Regions from separate parts of the Sus scrofa genome. Here region 2 is linked to region 1. Evidence: chromatin contacts called from public Hi-C data. All regions are on one chromosome and are shown on one strand. The core of a region is the stretch at or near the end of the contact, and the rest is flanking DNA. Distances in the headings are between cores, read along the strand shown.

What was found. Hi-C and Micro-C count contacts between places; a contact is called where the count stands out from the background.
Region 2: a contact with region 1 is called in a Hi-C map of liver, with 2.6 times the contacts expected there. The contact joins the promoter of TM4SF4 here to the promoter of CP in region 1. A contact is called at or near these places in 4 of 47 Hi-C or Micro-C datasets (liver and skeletal muscle).

The regions. Positions count from the first base shown.
Region 1 is chr13:89,459,206-89,466,422 of Sscrofa11.1, reverse strand. CP (ceruloplasmin) reads left to right here and starts at 3,172. Exons shown (of 19, transcript NM_001267694.2): 1 at 3,172-3,383. The coding sequence starts at 3,238.
Region 2 is chr13:89,696,649-89,703,865 of Sscrofa11.1, reverse strand. It overlaps TM4SF4 (transmembrane 4 L6 family member 4), which reads right to left and starts at 2,695. Exons shown (of 5, transcript XM_003132480.5): 1 at 2,148-2,695; 2 at 1,321-1,410. The coding sequence starts at 2,321.

The DNA.
Region 1 (7,217 bases), core at 1,923-4,422:
CGTCCCTACTCTTATGGTTAAACTTCCAGTTAATTCAACTAACTCAGAGGAGGAATATTCCCACATTGTTGTTTGGGGGCTTGTAGGGATCTCTTCTCAATTATGTCCTAGTTCCCTAGTAGCCTGTGTTTCCAGTTTGGATCAGGTCCTTTTCCTCCTTTATAATTATGTCGGAAATCATGAGAAGAGGTGGGTACAAATGCAGGACACTGGAGGTGAACTTGCAATTAAGAGACCAACAACTTAAAACAATCTCATATACATATAGACTCTTATATCAAAACTTCAGAATAACTGCAAACCAAAAATCTATAATTATGTCTTCATCTTCTGCTGAGTCATATCCCAAGGATCCCACCTCTTGGGGTCCCAGTTCTGCAGTGAAATAACTGTTCTCACCTGTTAATGGGCCAGCCTAACCATGTTACATTTTAGTTGTCACTGACTTGCCACCACTTTAATAGTCTCTTCAGGTTGTATTTTCTTTTGCATAAGGTCAGAAGTAGCAGAACATGTCCTCTGGACATCCCTTTCTAACACCAGACTCTCTTCAGTCTTCTCTAGATTCCAACTGAGCTGTAATTCTTTTTCTGTGCTAATCCTTAGAGCAAATAACAAAGGCCATGTGACAACTGAGACAGCTTGCTCACATTTTTTTTTCCACTTTTGATTTCCCACTGCTTCAGTTATTATATCTAAGAAGCCCTTTGGTGTTTAGGCATCCTATACTCACACAGTGGCCCTAAGTTGCCCACAAACCTAGCCGAGTCACCCCATATGGAAGGGGCTGACCAACCTGGGATTCCCCCTACAACAATTGGCTTTCCTCCAGCAAGACCTCCTTACCCACTCCTGTGTTGTTTTCTGTCCCCTGGCTGGCTCACTAATTGTTGGAGGATGGAGAGGATGAAAGTGCCCACGAACGGAGAAGGAATATTAACACCAAAAATGAGGCAGGTGGCTGCATATAATTAATGGATCTGTTCATTATAGGATAATTTACTCACAGGGTAAGATCACTGAACAACGATTCCGAATCCAGATGCTGTTCGCACCACACAGGGGCCATTGGGACAATTCCATAGCTAACCTAGGATATGGGAGTACATGCTTAGGAACAGAAAGTGCATTCCTAAGTCAAGATTTATGAATGAGGACATAAAGAACAGACTTGTGGTTGCTAAAGACGGGGGAAGAAGAGGGATGGATTGGGAGTTTGGGGGTGATAGATGCAAACATTACATTTAGAATGAATAGACAATGAGGTCCTACTGTATAGTACAGGGAACTACATCCAATCTCCTGGCATAAACCATAATGGAAAGGAGTCTTTTAAAAAGAATGTTTAAAAGAAGATTTATGAAGGAGTAATCCCAGGGACACTGGAAATACATCAGTGAAGGTCTTCATCATTGTTTGGAGGATAGCAAGTACAGAGGCCACCTGGACGTAAAGATCTTTAAAACTATTAACTACAAGCCCCTGATGACAGAGAAGTGATTTCCCACATAGTGAGGTCCCAGGTAGGGGCAGTGGAAGGCCAGGAGGAACTGTACAGTCCCAAGATGGCATCACTTACACCAACAGCCATATACCGGTTCGTATACAGGGGCTTAGAGCCAATTAGCAAAAAGTGGCACTTCTAGAATAAACAGCTAAAAGGTGGTCCCTCTGTGGGGATCATTTGGGGAAAAAGAAGCCTTTCTGGGCACCAGTTTTTAAAAGGAACAGCATCTTACAAGGCATAGGGTTGGCCAGTGGAGTCTGGGCAAGATTTTAGCCATACTCAGGTCCTCTCAGTGGGCATGAAGGCTCCAGAAAGAGGTCTTGAGACATCCTGGGCATTGTGACTCAACTTTCTGTATCAGGACAATTCGTTAAGATTATTGCTAGCTGGAGAAAGGAGCATCCCCACTATGTGACCTTACTTGGGTCATTTCAATTAATTTGGACAATAGCCCTCTGAGGCTGAGATTTTTAAAGATGAGGAAACTGAGGTTGAGGTCAAGCATGCATCTTGACTGGGGTCACGTGATACCATCAGTTTTGGTCTTCAACCTGTTTTCCCTGGCACCATTAGTCTCCTTCCTCGACTTATTTTTTCTCCGTAGCACTTGCTGTTAATACTGGAGATTTCACACGTCATTTATATATTGTTGTTCTCTCTCCAGTAGACTGTAAGTTGACGAGGGTAGGGATTTGTGTCTGCTTTATTCACTGCTGTATCCCCACAGTGCTTAGAACAGTGTCCAATACACAGAGGGCTCACTTATTAAATGAATGAATTGTTCAAACACTGGGGCGCTTTCTCCTATACCAATCTGTTTCTACAAACACTTTTAGGCAATACTTACATAATGCACTGAGGTGTTCTAAAGAAAAAGTTTACATCAGCACAAAATGGGCACTGTTATCATCAGGATTTTCTTCAACTAAAAAACAAATAGTCTTTTACCTCCAAATTTATGTCCAAAACAAAGAGAGAGAGAACCAGGTTAATAAGCTGGGCTTTCTCGATTTACCAAGATCAACATTTGCTTTTGAAGACAGGTTTATTTACCTCTAATTTCTTCAGTAATTAAAACAGAATCATCAACTACTGTTATCCTCTGCTAGTTATTCAGATATAGCAATCCAGAATAACCTGATAAACATTCTATGCAGATGTGCTCGGAACTTATGTAATAAATAAATCCTTCAAAATAAATTCCTATTTGGGGATATTCAAGTTTGGTGTGCTAAATATCACGTTATGTTAAAGTTGCAATTAGGTATTGTTAGGCTTTTCAAAAGGAAAGAGCTTCATATTTTGATTTATTTTGCAAATTTTGCATAATTTATCCTGATTTATTGAAAGTTCACTGTGTGCAGGGCTCTGTACTGTGGCATATTGTTGGAGGAACAAAGGGAGCATTTAGACATGATCTCTACCCTCCTGGAATTTATACTATGAATGGTAGAAGCATAGAGTTATGCACAGTTCAGTGCCTCCAACAATAACTGTTGACTTTTTATTCGTAATCAGAGGATCCTGGCAATGGAAAACGAGTTTTTTTTCCTGGGTTTACGAGAACTGAACTGAAGTGGAAAATGTTATTTGCTTTCACGAAATAATTTTGTCTTGTGCAACATAAAATTCTGTCAGTCAAGCAAATAAAGGAAGAAAGCCTTATTTATAAAATTACCTGCTTCTGATTTCACTTCATTGCCTCTCAGGCTTCAAGAGGGGGAAAAAAAATGAAGATTTTCTTGCTCGGTATTTTTCTAATTTTATGTGGTACCTCAGCCCGGGCAAAAGATAAGCATTATTACATTGGAATTGTTGAAACAACTTGGGATTATGCCTCTGACCGTGGGGAAAAGAAACTTATTTCAGTTGACAAGTAAGTCACTAATTTTTTCTTGCTTATAGATCAAATGTATAAATTATCATTTAAGAAAATTAAGACAATGATGAACTACTGATAAGGATGAACTATTTCTTTAATTTGTTATACAGAAAAACTACAAAATATGGACTTGAAACCCTAGACACTTTAATAAATGTCCTCTAATTCCTGGGATTTTGTTTGTTTGTTTGTTTGTTTTGAGAGGTTGACCTTACTTCTTTCAACTTGGTCTTGGGGAACTGTGTGGGCTTCTTATTACCCCCCTCTAACTGTTACCTCATCTCCTATTGGGGCTCAGTCTTTTTGTCTGTTTTCGCAGCTCTTTCATCTAAAGAATGACTGTAGAAAGGTTTATGTTTACTATACCATTTACTGATTATTAATGGTAAGAAGAAAAGGTTTTTAATCTTCAAAGAATGTTTATAGAAATCAAATCTAATTTTAATATGACTCTCCCTGATACTTGTCAGATGACTCTGGACAGTTCAATAGGTCCATCTTTCTCAGACTCAGCATCCTAATCTGTAAAATGAAAATAATAGGAATACATCATGGGGTTGTTTAGAGAGTGGGTGCACAGAAAGCTCTTAGTACAGCACTTGGCGCGTTATACATGCGCAAAAAAAGTAAGACAGCTATTATAATGTCCCCTCGAAAAAACTCTATGTAACTTAAAGGTTTCTTGTGTCACTTGAAAGCTCCTTTATTTTAAGCTATATTCACCACATGAGAAGACAGAAGTAGACTTCTCTTTGAAGTTTTTTTGTCATGGGAGTTTATCTTTACTGAGGTCATCACTTTTAATAATGTTCACTAAAAAGTTAACACCAAATTGAAGTTTGTTATTCCAAACCAATATTCATTACATTTAAAGATGTATTTTAATGGTGATAAGTGTAATTTAATGGTCATAAATATATTATAAATTGTCATAAAAAGTTGTATTAATGGTGACAAATGATCCCAATGACCTATAGCTGTCAGGTGGGCTGGGAACCAGACCCCTGACCCCTGGACCCTGGCCTGGGTGCTGACCATGACCTCTTGCCAGGCCCTCAGGCTGCCCTCTTCCCTTTAATCTCCATGCTTGGTTGGCAATAGGCCCTCTGGAAGCACTAAAATTTGCTCTTACTTGCTCCTAGACTAGCCATGAAGTGAGAAGATGGTTATTTAAAGAGAATTCTTGGAGTTCCCTTCATGGTGCAGTGGTTAACGAATCCGACTAGGAACCATGGGGTTGCGGGTTCGATCCCTGGCCTTGCTCAGTGGGTTGAGGGTCTGACGTTGCCGTGAGCTGTGGTGTGGGTCGCAGAGGTGCCTTGCATCCCATGTTGCTGTGGCTGTGGTGTAGGCCAGCGGCTGCGGCTCCGATTCGATCCCTAGCCTGGGAACCTCCATATGCTGCAGGAGTGGCTCAAGAAAAGGCAAAAAGACACAAAAATTAAAAAATTTAAAATTAAATAAAAAAATAAAGAGAATTCTCTATTTAACTGACAAAAAAATCTAGTTAATATATTAATGCGAAATAAATCCTTTTTGTGCCTTGATTTTTCTACTGAAGATGTGAACAAGTAAAAATGAAGTAACTGGGAAAAAAATAGCTAAACAGGGGTTCCCATTGTGGCTCAGCAATAATGAACCCAACTAGTATCCATGAAGAGGCAGGTTCCATCCCTGACCTCACTCAGTGGGTCAGGGATCCATCATTGCCATGAGCTGTGATGTAGGTCACAGATGAAGCTCAGATCCTGCATTGCTGTGGCTGTGGCCGAGGCTGGTAGCTACAGCTCGGATTAGACCCCTAGCCTGGGAACTTCCATATGCCATGGGTGCAGCCCTAAAAAGAAAAGAAAAAGAAAAAAAGATACCATAAGTATTCTATAAATGTTAATACTTACTTTTACTATCAGAAAAAAAAGTTGAATTTTTTCCTAGTATCGCCCGTTTAAGAAAACAGGGGAGTAAACAAAACATTTGTAATGAAAAAACCTGCACAGAAGGCATTCATTTTACTACTTCAAACATGGTCTTAAATTTTAAAAATGATTTTTAAAGACACATAATCATGACCTAAAATTATCTGGAAAAGTCATTTATGATGACTCATACTGCAAGGTTACTAAGTGCAAACTAGTAAGCAAAAGCTGCTGTGGTACAAACACTTCTGTAGGACAGCCCATGTGTATATGCAAGTGAAGCACTTATACCATTTCACACGTTCTAAGCTCTAGGATTTGGTATCGAAGTTGCTATCTTCCCCAAGAACATATCCAAAAGAAGACTGACACTTAGATATAGTTTTTATACTATGCTGGTGAAGGTAGGCTACTTATAACCTATAATTCACTTGAGTTTGTGCTATGTACACCCTGGTTGAATCTTTGTCCACCAGTTCAATTTTGACTGTTTTTCTTGTATTTCCAGTGTGTAGTAGGTAGAATTTTTTTAATGGTCCCAAAAGATAACCTACCCCAAATCTCTAGAACCCATGAACATGATGAGATATCACTCCCACAATTTATGTTATACTGAATGACACAGCTGACTTTGAACTAGGGGCATGATCTGGGTAGACAAAGAATAAGTCAGAGAGATTCAAAGATAATTGAGGGAGAATTCAACAAATTATTACTGGTTTAAAGATGAAAAAGGTCAGTTTGAAAGCAATACAGGTGGCCTTAAGGAACTGGGAGAGATCCTCAGTTGACAGCCTTCAAGGAAACAGGAATTTCATTCCTACAACTACAATGAACTGAATCCTGTCAACAACCTGACTGAGCTTGGCAGTGGATTTCTCCAGACAAGTACTCAGCTCAGCCAACATCCTTATATCAGCCTTGAGGTAACCTAAGCAGAGAACCCAGGAATGCCATGCCCACTTCTGATCCATAGAAATGTGAAATAAAAAGTGGATGTTTGGAGTTCCCGTCGTGGCTCAGTGGTTAATGAATCTGACTAGGAACCATGAGGTTGTGGGTTTGTTCCCTGGCCTTGCTCTGTGGGTTAAGGATCCGGTGTTGCTGTGAGATGTGGTGTAGGTCACAGACGCAGCTCGATCCCAAGTTGCTGTGGCGAAGGCTGGCGGCTACAGCTCCGCTGAGATCCCTAGCCTGGAAACCTCCATGTGCCGTGGGTGTGGCCCTCAAAAAGGCAATAAGTAAATGAATAAATAAATAAATAAATAATATTTATTTGTTGTTTTAAGCTACTTTGTGATCATTTGTCATGCAGCCGTAGAAAACTAAAATACTATGTCTCAATTAGTGAAGCTAAGAATCCAGAAATTTTCATGTATGTTACCCACATTTTATTAACCATGTCTAAACATAAACCAAGGTCCCTGAGGGCATTCTGAATTTATGGGAAAGAGTAACATTGTTATTACCTTACTAAGGCAATATTAAAAATGTTTTAATTTTCCTACCATTAAAAACTCACTTCTGGATATGAATCTACCAGGAATTATGGGAATTGCTGAAGGATTATGGGAATTGGGGGAGGGCTAAAACAGAGGCAGGTGATTACTGAGAGGGGGCATATCTATTGTAATGAGCAGAAAAGAGCATATTGCAATTGTCAACAGGAAGAACTGCAATTAATGTGAGTTATTTGTTTGGATCAAAGTGCAATAATAACAGATTTTTTTTTTGACTGGATATCTGACTGGCAAACTTCCTGCACATTTCCAGTAACTGAACCTTTGTCCCCAAGCTGTGCTCTTGAAGTTAAATAGACATACCCTAATGACCTTTGGTGTTCCTTTGGAGATAGAACATAAGCAAACACAAACAGACCTCCCCCAAAGTATTACATGATGGGAAATATTTC
Region 2 (7,217 bases), core at 1,446-3,945, 240 kb before region 1:
TACCCGAACTCACTATTCTTCTCTAAGTCAACTCTCCATTTTATTCATTTATATCACCTCTCTGAATGAAAAACTAGAATCACTAATGTATGTAAACACAATGTTACTGATTTTCTCATTAATGTTTCTCATCTCCTGGAGCCGGAGACTTGATCTCACTTTGTTAAGAAAGGGAAATTAAAAACGATTCGAATTAGTAAGGACTAATTTCCATCAAAATAAGAGTTTTCTGGTAGAATCAAGAGGATTGAAGGAGAAGAAAAAAGAAACTAACTTTGTATGTGATCGAACGATAGAGCATATCTGTATCTGGGCAGAGCTTGTCTGTACTTGGGGAAATTCTGATCTAGTCCCATATCCTTATCTTGTAGATGAGCAGAGGGAGACAGAGAGCAGTGACTCCAGTTGTGGAAATGAGACTCAACCCCACTCCCAGTCTTCTTTCCCTCCTGCTTGGAACAGTGTGGCCCACTATAAGATGTATGACTGCAGAAAACAAGAAAGGAACAGAGGAATTCCCACTGTGGCTCAATGGCTAACGAATCTGACTAGGAACCATGAGGTTTCGGGTTCAACTCCTGGCCTCCAGTGGGTTAAGGATCCGGCATTGCCATGAGCTGTGGTGTAGGTCGCAGATGTGGCTCCAATCCCTCTGTGCTGTGGCGTAGGCCAGTGGCTACAGCTCCAATTCGACCCCTAGCCCGGGAACCTCCATATGCCACAGGAGCGACCCTAGAAAAGGCAAAAAGACAAAAAAAAAAAAAAAAAAAAAAAAAAAAAAAGAAAGAAAGAAAGGGAACAGAGGTCCCAAGGCAAAGTCCAGGTAGAGGACGGAAATGCTGGGCTCTGAGGCAGTGAACTTGCTGGTGGTAAGAATGGAGAGTTGAGGGGGCCATTGGGGAGAAGACAGGGTTATTGTCTGTTATTCTGTCCCACTCCCCTTTACTGATGAGGTGACGCAGAGCCAGAGAAGGGAAAGGCCTCGCCAGGGAACTCAGGGCTTCTCAGTGGCAAAGGGAGAGTTACAGCCCTTCTGCCTGCCAAACCTGTATTTTTTATACAGCACTGCTGCACTTTTCCAACTCTGCCTGTTTATAACATTTTAAATGGTACTCATGCCTTTATAAGTATGAGGGCGATGGTTTTTAAAATTTAGGATAATTGTCACTTTGCTCCAGCACGAATCCCATCGTCATCCTCCTACCAGCTGCTCCCAAAGTCCTTCCTGGGGTTGGTAACTTCTCCATCCCCTGTCACCCACCTCCGCCAGCACAAGGAGGCAGTGCGAGGGAGCAGGAGGGCACAGAACCAGAGACTCACCGCGAAGCGCTTCCCGCAGCTCTCGTTGCCACAGCACCCACAGCAGTCATTGTTCTTCAGGCCCAAGAACACCAGTGCAGGGAAGATCATCTATAGGCAAAAGAAGCACCTTAGAGGGACTCTGGTTTGGTCATGAAGGGGGTGCCCATGCCTGCCTGGCTGTGTGAGGAGCCACACCTGTGATGTGGGACTTGGTGGCCAAGGGGTATGGCAGGAACTAACAGAGCCTGGCTGGTGGGTGGACAAGTGTTGAGTATCCGGGTTCTATTTGGCCTAAGGGCAGCTGTTGTGAGGCAGGATGTCGAGATTTGACACCCTGTGTTCCCATTTACATGGTGGGTCAGGATAGGGATTAAAAATCCTGTCCTCAATGGTCGTGAAACATAACCAACCTCTGTTGGAAATGAGGGAATAAAGAAATCATTAGCACAAGAGTGGAAGAAGAATCCACTGACACCTGCTTCTCTTGGTGGTTTTCAGTCATTTACTAGAAAACTGTGTTCACCTCCTCCCCGACCACCACCCTGCACCCCAGCGTTTTCTTGTTAAAATGAAGAAATTATGCGGCAATCAGTTCGGTTCAGGAAATTCAACTGACCCATGAGAACTGCTAGCCTAAGCTTGGGGATTCATCACTTAGTCCATTTAATGAACGTGTCTTTGGCCGGTCCCAATGGGGAAGGGCAGAAATTAAAGCGCTAACTTTTCATCATGCAGTGCTTGGGCTTTTGTTAGCAGCCAAATCTCTTCCTGTTTAGTCAGTACCCACTTTTAAAAGGATAGGGTGAATATATCCTCTGGGGGGATTTTAAGGCTTCCCTACTCACCAAAACTCCGCTTCCTAATATTCCTCCAAAAAGCCAGACTTCATCGGAAAGGTGGTCATTGTTGTCTATCACTTTTCCTCCAGGGAAAAATAGCAGGATGTTAGCCAGGAAGCCAAACACAGTGAGGGGAATGAGGGTGCCCCCCAGGCACTTGGCACAGCTCCCAGTGCACATGCTGGAGATGGAGATACAAGGTTTGTGATACAAAGTCCTTCGCTGCCTTCTTCACAGGCTCTCTTCAAATTATTGGCCACAGCGTCTTAATAATTGTCCACAAGTCAATCCGTATTTTGGAGCTCAGAAACGAAATCAGCCCGTGAACTGTGTCCTTGGAGTTGCTTCAGCCTCTCAAATACAGCAGAACCTCGATGGCAACAGGCATTTATACATTCTGCTTGACACTAAGTCCTTTCTTTTTTTTTTGCACCCTCATAAATAAGATTACGTCCTTTGCAATCATTTTGCCATGGAGACCAATAACCTCTGTTAATAATCCACCAGCATAGACAAGATACTCAACCTTGTTGCAGTAGAATATAGGGCTGAAACAAACAGCATCTGGAAATACTGCACCTTTAATCTGACAATGCCCCTACCCAAATCAAGAAATATTTTCCCCAGGCTCTTTATAAATCACTGTAAAATTGAGTTACATCCTAGCTAAAACCATGTCTCCTAAGTACTTAATGGCCTACAGTGCGTGTCTTTGTCTTTTCCGCTGAAAGCTGGGAATACAAAAGAGATATTTGAAAGAGCTTCTGTTTTCCTCAGTAGGAAAATAACAATCTGATGATCCAGTTGGATACTGCTGAGCTTAGGTCTACAGGAATTTTTTAAAGGACAATATCAGAATGACTGTTTGTTGTCTCATTGCTCTATTTTTATACTTGCTACTCCATTAAATTCTCTCTCCTTCCCTACTTGGCATGCTAGAATTAGCAAAAAACAGTTTCCACAATCAACTTGTTCAGCTGCATCTTCCATGCAGAGGTAAAAACCTCTACCTTTACAAAAGGTAAGGGGAAAGGAAGATTGAGGTTGAGTGGAGGAGGGGAAAGATACTGATAAATAATTGGAGGCAGAGCAGAAAAAGTTGAAAGAACAGTTAGAGAATGTAGGAGGCAGTAAGATGGACTTCTACTGGAAATTTTGCCAACAGCCTGGGGCATGATTAAATTACTAGTTTGCACTGTGTCATTTTAAGAAGGTCTCTGCCATGCCCAGACCAAACCCTACCATGTGCAATGACCCTGCTCTGAACTGGTGTTGGGTAACAGCTGAAGGACTATGGGATGGAAAGGGAGCCTGCTAGCTCTTTGTTGGGAGTCTAGAGGTTAGAATAAGACAGTAGATAATATTTCATAGTCAGATTTTAGCTAAATAAAAAGCAAGTAACATCATTATCATGGTGAGACTTGTCCTCCCGTGGAGTTGGCCACAATGTTCCCTGGGAAGCAGTGGGCTGCATTCTACCAAGGCTCAAGGAGCCTCAACCAGGGGAGCTGTGGACAGAATTCCAGAAGATTCAGAGCAGATGGACTCTGAGGTTCCTTCTAAAAGTCTATGAAACGTGCATTGGTTGCTCTATAAAAGATACTTTCTGAGATCTCAGGATTGGGGATGAGAAGAAAAACAGAAAATATTTCTTGAGCACTGGAAGAAGACGTCATGTCCCCTGTAGAAGGCAGTAGGGCTTAGAGAGGTTAAAAATACATTTTGCGAGATCACCCCAGCCTAATGAAGTGTGGTGCTAAGAGTTTAAATCAAGATTCTTTGTCACCAAAACCCAGGCTATTGTTTTCCTCATAGATTTTCCTTTTTTCGAAATTAAACAAGTTATTTTTTCAATATGAACAAGAATGATGCCATGTTGAATTGTGTGGGTAAGTTTGGACAAATTTCCTGCTGAACAATGGTGAACAACTGTGATTTTTTTTTTCCTATTAGAAAATAATATGGATTTTTTTTTCTTTTTTGTAGAAAAGTCAGAAATATAGACAAACAGAAGGAAGAAAAGGAAAACCAACTGTGTTCCATCACCAATAGGTAAGGACTCTTATCTCTTTGCTGGCATTAGTTTTCCAACACCCCAAGCAGGTGCAAATAAGCTTTCTTTGTAACCCACCAGGTTTGACAGGGAGCCATAAGAATAATCCCAGACGGAAGACAAAGATTTTAGGGTTGTAAGTGGTAAGTTCACCCTTATAGATGCCACCTTGGAGCTAGGCCATTCCCCTTTGGACACTGGCAGTTTTTTCTTTCTTCAGAGACTTTTGCCTCTAGAAGTCAAGGCATTTGAATAACTGGTCAACACAGCCCTGATATCCCAGACTTTTTAGATGAGCAACTGGGGTTGGCAATCACTAAGTGAACAAGTGCAAGTAAGAGATACTGTGGATCACAATTCAGTTTTTTAAGAAGACTTGGTAACTGAGTAACTGTGAGGGAGAGGCCAGAGGTCCTTATTTCCTGTGTGGAGAAGTGGAAACACAGACAGACAATCACCCTTCTGGAATGCCCTGACTTCAAGCTTGGAGGGTGATTAATTCATTTATTGTTCAACTATTCATTGTGCCTTTAGACCTGTAGGCAGGAAGTGGAATACCTAATCTAGGGAAATGGGATGGTGAGGGAGGGAGGCTTGGTGAAATTCACCCTCAGGAAGGGAAGGGTGGGGTCATGGCTCTAGGCACTTGTGAGATTTCAGACAATAGTTCTTTTGATACCCTTCTTGTTTGCTGTTCACTCTCTGTTTAGCACTGAAGCCCTTAAACCAAAAGGGCTAGAGCCTTCCTTTTCAGAGACAGCAAGGAGGAGGTGGCTGAGATGGAGCCCCACTTTTTTTTTTTTTTTTTTTTTTTTTCTTTTGGGACCACACCTGCAGCATATGGAAGTTCCCAGGCTAGGGGTCTAATTTCAGCCATAGCCGCTGGCCTACACACAATCACAGCAATGTGGGATCCAAGCCGCATCTGTGAGCTACACCATAGCTCACAGCAACGCCAAGTAATGTACTGAACAAGGCCAGGGATCAAACCCATATCCTCATGGATTCTAGTTGGATTTGATACCACCGAGCCACAACAGGAACTCCTGGAGCCCCACTTTGGGTCCTGTCCTATAGGAAGAAGACCTCAGAGGTGAGAATAGATGGAATCTCTGGAAGGCACAGAAAGGGATCCTTTCGGAGAGAAAAGGAGAGAACACGAGCCTGGGTGGCACATGACTGGCTCCTTCACTCTTGGGTCATTCCAGCATAAGCGTTCCATAAGTGGCCACTGTCCTGTTTGAGACTAGACCACAAAAGGACTCCAACAGCCTAGAGAGCTGAATGACACAGGACCCACTCTCGGATTTCTCTCTGTCAGAACCTAACTGGAGTTGTCATCCAAGCCTAACCAGAGCCACCATTTACAGAGCACTTGCTATATGCCAGGCACTGGTCTACCGGTCTGTGCCATAACTCATTTAATCCCAGAGCATTCCAATAAAATGGGTACTTGCCCTGTTTTCGTGATAACAAAATAACTAGTAAGTGCTGTTCTGGTTGACTCTTGATGTAGCATAAAGCATCTTAAAACTTTATATTTAAAATAGCAACTTTGTGTTTAAAATAGGGGTCAGAGGGAGGATTGGAGTTTGGATCAGCAGACGCTTATTATATATAGGATGGATAAACAAGGTTCTACTGTATAGCAGGGAACTATATCAGTATCCTGTAATAAGCCATAGTGGAAGAAAAAGCAACCATTTTATTATACAGCATGGTTTTGTGGTCAGTTGTTTGAGTGGAGATCAACAAGGTATTTCTTCAGCTCTAGGTAGTGTCACTGGGATTATTGGCTCTTTCTTGTTCAGCTGGGGCTGCAGTGCATTGGTCTGTAGGGTCCTAGATGGTTTCACTCACATTCCAGGCACCTCGATGGGAAGGGTGGTAAGACTGGGCTCAGGAGGGCCCTCCCTTCCCCCATAGTCTTAGAGGTCCGCACATGGTCTCTGCAGTGACATAGTGAGGTTTTACATGGTGCTGCAAAAGACAAGGAATGGAAGCTGCCAGTTTCTTAAGACCTAAGGCAGAGACAGGGACAGGCCCCTTTTGTCATATTCTCTTGGTTAGGATTGTCAGAGTCATCTAAGATTCGAGGACTCGGTCGTAGACCTCACATCTGCATGAGAAAAATGTCAAAGAATTTGTGGCCATCTTTAATCCTCAGCGATGTAGAGGTGGGATTTGAACTCAGAGTCCCTGATTCCAGAGACTGGGCTCTTAACTACCTCAGTGTAATGCCTCAATACACTGTGCTTGGATCAGCACAGGGAGAGCAGTATTTACCTTTCTCAGTGTCAGGCTGAATATCTGGATAATTCCTCTATTTCATATGGGTGGACACAGCTTAATTAGGATTTGAACTTGGGGATTTGCAAATGTCATGGACACCTAAAAGTCAGTACCTCTAGTTGTTTTCAAAATCAGAATGAGTAATTATAAGCACACAATACCTCATGACTCAAAGGGGTGCTCCTTGGCCCTCTCTAATCTAGTTCTCAGTACAAAAGGGCACAGCCTGACCTCTCAGAAAGGCATGAACCCTGGCTGATGAATCTCTCCCGAGAGATCTGCCCAAATATTGATCGGCTTAGTGTTCTTTCACGTCACTATGGTTATAAGTGAAAAGTTAGCTTTCAATAGAAACTCATCCCTCTACCCCTACTCTCCAGAAAGTGGAACATCCCTAATTCAGGCTTCTCATTCTCTTTTAAAGTTAAATATACTTATGGGTTCTAAAGTACACTAAGTTTAGACATTCATGCTACGGTTTAAAAAGGCAGAGAAATTTGAACACTACATTTATTTTTATGTGTATAAACCTGATTTTATGACATCATAAATATATATATATATTTTTTTGGCCTATACCTTCCACAAGTTATTTCCCCAGTCATATTTGCTCTTAAAAAATTCACAGATATACTAGAAAACAACAACAACAAAAAACCCGAAAATAAAAGTAATATTTGGAAAATATGAAGTTCTCTAGGAAGGTAATTACCTTTGAAATTTTGTTCATT